Linked DNA regions of Mus musculus: region 1 is linked to region 2. The links are chromatin contacts, called in public HiChIP or PLAC-seq maps. All regions are on one chromosome and are shown on one strand. The core of a region is the stretch at or near the end of the contact, and the rest is flanking DNA. Distances in the headings are between cores, read along the strand shown. Region 1 holds the start of Mdfic (MyoD family inhibitor domain containing). Region 2 holds the start of Tmem168 (transmembrane protein 168).

The links. HiChIP or PLAC-seq counts read pairs in DNA pulled down with a chosen protein or histone mark.
Region 1: a contact with region 2 is called in an H3K27ac HiChIP or PLAC-seq map of bone marrow-derived dendritic cells, with 13 times the contacts expected there. The contact joins the promoter of Mdfic here to the promoter of Tmem168 in region 2. A contact is called at or near these places in 3 of 115 datasets of contacts at active chromatin or transcription factors (bone marrow-derived dendritic cells, bone marrow-derived macrophages and thymic regulatory T cells) and 1 of 9 other capture datasets (embryonic stem cells).

The regions. Positions count from the first base shown.
Region 1 is chr6:15,719,211-15,721,910 of GRCm38.p6, forward strand. Mdfic (MyoD family inhibitor domain containing) reads left to right here and starts at 1,451. Exons shown (of 5, transcript NM_175088.5): 1 at 1,451-1,753; 2 at 1,977-2,154. The coding sequence starts at 2,061.
Region 2 is chr6:13,606,725-13,609,424 of GRCm38.p6, forward strand. Tmem168 (transmembrane protein 168) reads right to left here and starts at 1,374. Exons shown (of 5, transcript NM_028990.5): 1 at 1,106-1,374.

The sequences.
Region 1 (2,700 bases), core at 201-2,700, 2.1 Mb after region 2:
TTGCTCCCTTGCTCCCCCACCCCCATTCCTTTCCCCTCTCTCTCCATGTGGTCTCTACTTCTCTACTCTCTCCTTCTCTCTGCCTTTCTCTGCCTCTACTATTCTCTTAACTCCCCTCCCCCTGCCCTGAATAAACTCTATTCTATACTATACAGTCCTGTGACTGGTCCCTCAGGAAGAAGGGATGGCTTGACATGGGCCCCACCAAGACACCCCCTTCCCCACACCCCACCAGCTAGAACATATCTTTATAGCTCTTTCTCTTTTTATGATCACAACAGTAGGTTCTATGTAGTCCAGACTCTTGACACGTTCTTAAGAGACTTAAGGCACTTTTTACAATGTCATCTATGAATCTACAAATTTTATTTAAAAACGGGGCCATATCTATTAGCTATAGGTCACCGAGAAAAATGCCATTTTCTATGGAATCCAAATACCTGCCTTCAGAACCTTTGAAGATTGATTTCTCGGAGTAGTTGAAATCAAGTTCTTGTTTCTTTAGAGGTAAGAAATAGACCTTTTCCGTCAGTTGAAAAGAACTTGAATGGTCACTTTTTGAAGATAAACATTCCTGATGTATTATTAGTAATGATGGGGGTGAGTGAGAAGGAGAAACCATTAAGTTTCTTCAGTTTTGATATGCACCTCCACTGAACTCTGCATTTCACTCAAACAAAGAACAAAAATTAACCAGATGTATAAAAGTTCTTAACAGCCCGTTACACTTGCTCTTGGCCCTTTAGAGTCTGCCACAGTCAGAACATTTCATTTAAAAAGCCACCGACAATGAACCTTTTACGTCTGAGCACAGTTTAGCTTCCCGCAGACGTCACACGGTCAGAGAGGCACTCAGCCTGGGGTAGGACAGATGTGCTCAAGAATGTTCACCTTGCACTCCTGGGTGGCTCTGTGCAACTGGTTTAACCAGATCAGGAATCCTGTCTGACAGAAGTAAAGTAATAAAAAAGAAAAAGATGAAGAGATTAGACAAGTACTTGGGACCTGTGAACAAGGTTTTAAATACACATTTATGTCTTCATAGTACCAGGAAAGTCAGTGTGTGTGTTTGAACACACATGTACATTCATCACACACACACACACACACACACACACACACACACACACACACACACACCCTTCCCTGTTTTCAAAGGTCGCTTCCCTGGGGCATTCCTCAAGATTATTTAATAGTCTATCGAAGGGCAGGATTGAAAGTGGTTTGAGGGGGACTTTCCCAGAAAGGTTGAAGATGTTTGAGCTGCCAAGGTTAGCTCCCTCCCTGTTTTCCCTAACCTTGGTGGGCCTGGGCTAGGGAGCCTGCATCTGGCCTGTCCAGCTCTGGCCTCCTGACCCAGACAGCTCCCTCGCAAGGGAGCTCAGGGCCAAACCTAGGTCGCGCCGCCCCCAACCTCGGGGCTGTCTGCCAAGAGTTCGAGGCCACCCCAATCCGGATATGATGAAAGGGAGCCACAGAGAGAGAAGTGTTTGAAGAGTGTAGGAGTGGCAGCGCGAGGGTGAAAGAGACGCACAAGTGGATCCTAAAGTCCTTCCCGGAGGAGAGGGGCTGCCCGGAGGGAAGGGACGGAGTGCGCGGAGTCAGCGCGGGCGGCTGCCACTGTCGCTGCCACTCCCGGGGCCGGAGGGACGTGGTCAGGCTGCCAGGGCGTGATGGGGCCGCGGCCAGAGCCTCGCTGACTACCGGTGGCGGGAGGAAGGGACCCGGAACAGCCCACGGGGGGGATGCCAAGGTAGGTGGAGGTCCCTTAGGTCGCTCTGCCGCCGAGTCCCCGCGCGTCCCCTCCCAGCGCGCGCGTCCCGTTCGCAGCGTCCCCCCAGGCTGCTTTCAAATCCTAACTTCCCTGGGGTGGAGTTGGAGGAGGGACGCGGAGGGGGAGGGAATGGCCCAGGCATTGCGGCGTGCTGTGCTCTAAAAACAGTTGATCCTGCTGTCCCTTTTGCTTTTCCCGCCAGAGGCAGGCCGTTTCCTGCACCCAGCACCTAAGCAGCTGGGGTCCGTGCACCCCGCGGGGACGGCTCTGGCTCGGAGCGTGGCCCATGTCCTGCGCGGGTGAAGCCCTCGCTCCCGGGCCCGCGGAGCAGCAGTGCCCGGTCGAGGCGGGCGGCGGCCGGCTGGGCTCCCCGGCCCACGGTGAGTAACAAGTACTTGCGAGTTGCGAGTTTCTGGGACGTGCTTGCACACTTAGGGATGGGTGGTGGTGGTGGTGGGAGTGGGGAACTGCGAGGATGGGCTTCAACTTCGGAATTGTGAACTTTTGCACACTTATGTTACTTAAACAAGTCTGCCAGAGGATCACTGCCCCAGATCAACAACCGGATAGGAGGGCGGGATCCCTGGCCCCTCTATTCCCTTTTCTTGCTAGAAACTGGTTGACTAGATGGCTTCTACCTTCTGCCTAAGCACTTCTTGGCCTGGGACTCAGGAGGGGTGTGAAGTCTCCAACCCTTGTCTAGTACTCTTAAGTTCTTATGTTCTTTTCTCATGCAGGGCAGTCTCTGCTCTCTGAGCTAGCGTGGGCTCTCCTCATCTTTCTGGTTCTTGTGGGGTACTCTGACCCCCAGGTTAAGCATCCAGGTTTCTGAGACCAGTTTCTTTTGGAATGGCTCGTGCATATGTTTTCAATAACGTTTGTTTTGGAATAAACACGTTCCAAGAATGAATTAACTCTTTTGAGTT
Region 2 (2,700 bases), core at 124-2,623:
TCAGTGCCTTTATAAAGTGCTACACAGTGGACAGGAATAACTGCCCCATCTGTTACTGCTCTTCCTCTCACTTTTATTCCAACTACACTTCAATTATGAACTACAGAAATGGCGTGCCCTCTCTGGACATATTCCTTTTCCTCCTCCTAGCCCTATCTGCCCTTTATCTGTCAAACCCTTCATTCAGGTGTGGGCTTACAATTCTTTTCGTAGGAGAATCGCCTCTCGGATCACTCTCTCTGAAATGGAAAAGTAAAACTACTCTTTTCTTCACCATTTGTTTAATGTCTGCATTCTTCACAGGTCACAAAGTCTCTGGGGAGATCTGTCTTCCACAATGCACGCTCAGTATCCAGCAGTCTGTAATCAAGTTAACATTCAATTCCGAAGGGGGGGGGGCGGGGAGAGGAGACTGACTAATAATAGAAAAAACTACTTAAGAAATGCAGATAAAATAAACCACTTTCTAATAAGCCACAGCTAGCACTAGTACTTAAGTGAGAGTCCAGGAATCATTGGCTTGTCTGCTCTTGGCTTTACTCCAACCTTCACTTAATTCACCAAATTTCTTCCAAAACAGAAAAGTGCCCTCATGGTGTCCTAAGACAATGGACTTCAAGACACAATGTATCGCTTTCATAATCCTTCAGTGGAAATCTATGTCTGTTCCTCGTAGGGGAAATGTCCAAACCTGAAAGAACAACACTGAGCCGTCAGGAGTTGGAGACCTGCAGCCTAGTTTCTCTGAGTTCCTGCTAATAACTCTTTCGGCCCACCTCTTAACTAGAAGAATGGCAACTCGGACTCTCCTTTTTGAGCAGCTATGGTAACTTCTCTCCCGTTAGGGCTCGATCTAGCGAGAGATGGAGAAGTGGGCTCGGGACCCTGGCTGTTCCGCTACCCCTTAGCTCTGGGACGAGGCGACACCACGCGACTCCCGGGTCAGGGTGAGGCGGGACACCGAGGCACGCCCTCCCTTGGCGGTCGCCAGCCCCCGAGCATCGATCCCACCAGGAGGCCGACGGGGCGGGGCCTGGCCGGCTCAGCCGGACCCTGGGCGGCGCCCCAGCCCTCCGCCGCCCCTCGGCTCCCGGATGCCCCTTACCCGAGTCAGCGGTCGCCAGCGAGCCTCGCTCTTTCCGCTGCGAAGCTCGCAGAGCCAAAGGGCGCGGAGCCTCCGAGCCAGAACGCGGAGGTGATGTGGGGACGTGAGCCCGAGGCCTCCCGCACTAGCACCGCAAGGCCTCGGTAGAAACTTTCGCTAGGACCGACACGGCCGCCATGTTTCCGCCGCTGACTCCCAGCGCTACGGATCGCCGTCAGGGACAAGGCGCGCCGCGCGCTTCCTTCCCTGGCCCGGCCTCCTAGCCGCTCTCCACGCCCAGCGGCGAGCCTGGGGAGGCAGGTGCTCGCTGCGCTGCCCCACCCTGGGCCTGTTTAACTCCCACCCGGGATTAGCAGCAAAAGCAGGGAAGACCACGGATGATCAGGCCCCAAAGCAGCGAGGTCACCGCTTAGAGTTGGACCGAAACTGAGCCAGCTAGAGTGGGATAATTGCAAGTGGACTATAAATCTATGTAGAAGGCGTTGCTGCTCTTTCATATAGGTGGTATAATATATGGCTTTGCATATGCTGACCAAACCTTCAAAACCTGTCTCTCCTTGCCCCAGCCTGCTTTTCTAATTAAGTCCGCCATTAATCCCCAATCCTGAACATCTTTATTCTACAGCCCTAGCTAGCTTTCCTTGGCCCTAAGCGCACCTTCAAACACCACAGATGATTTTAATCTGCATTCTGATGGCACTTAAATTAACATAGTTGTACACACGTGAGCGCCGCATTTCACAGGTGCTGCGGAGCAGCAGTCTCAGGGGTTGAAATTGGTTTCTCCATCTGTGAAATGGTAACAAAACCTTTCTCACAGGACTGTGAATATACAGGGAAACAGTGTGTCCCTCCATGTACAAAATGAATTTAAAAGATATTCAATACCTGTAAGAACACGTTGTTAAGGAGGGCTTTAAGACAGTCTCGTTCGCGTACGGACCGCTATAAATCCATCTTGCAATGGAGAGGAGATAATGGTTCCAGTTCAATAGAGAGCTTGTAAAAGTGGGACTTTAACGATTAGGATGCGGTAGGGATGCTTGAGCAAATGGGGAATCACATTAGCTTTAAGGGGGACAATGACTTGGAAGCATAACAACATTGTTGCTAACACAACAAAGGTACTTGTTACCTTGAAAACAGGAAGATAAGAAAGATAGAAAGCTAAACTGACTTCATGGCGTTCTTAGTTAAAAACTAGATTTTACTAGGGAATGCACAGTTGGGCCTGAAAAACAAGTTCTGAACGAAGCCTGAATAGAATACGGCCAGGCAAAAAGCAAGAAAACCCCTTTCCTTTCCCAAAAAAAAACATTTCCACCAAAAAGTCCCTGCCTGCCTTCTGATTCCATTTCCTGCTGCTTGCAGCCCCTCATATAGGTCAAACCATTTCAAACCCCTAGCCCGCTCATGTGTAAACAAACACTGATAACATCTATCCGACAAAGTTTCTTCTGTGGATTGAGGGAGAATGTGTGTTTTAAAAATGCCTTACAACCTTTAAATGGCTTATCCTTTCAGATAAACCTCCAAATCCTTAAATAGGGCATGTGGGTGTTATCTCAGTGGTAGCATGCTTACCTAGCTTGCAT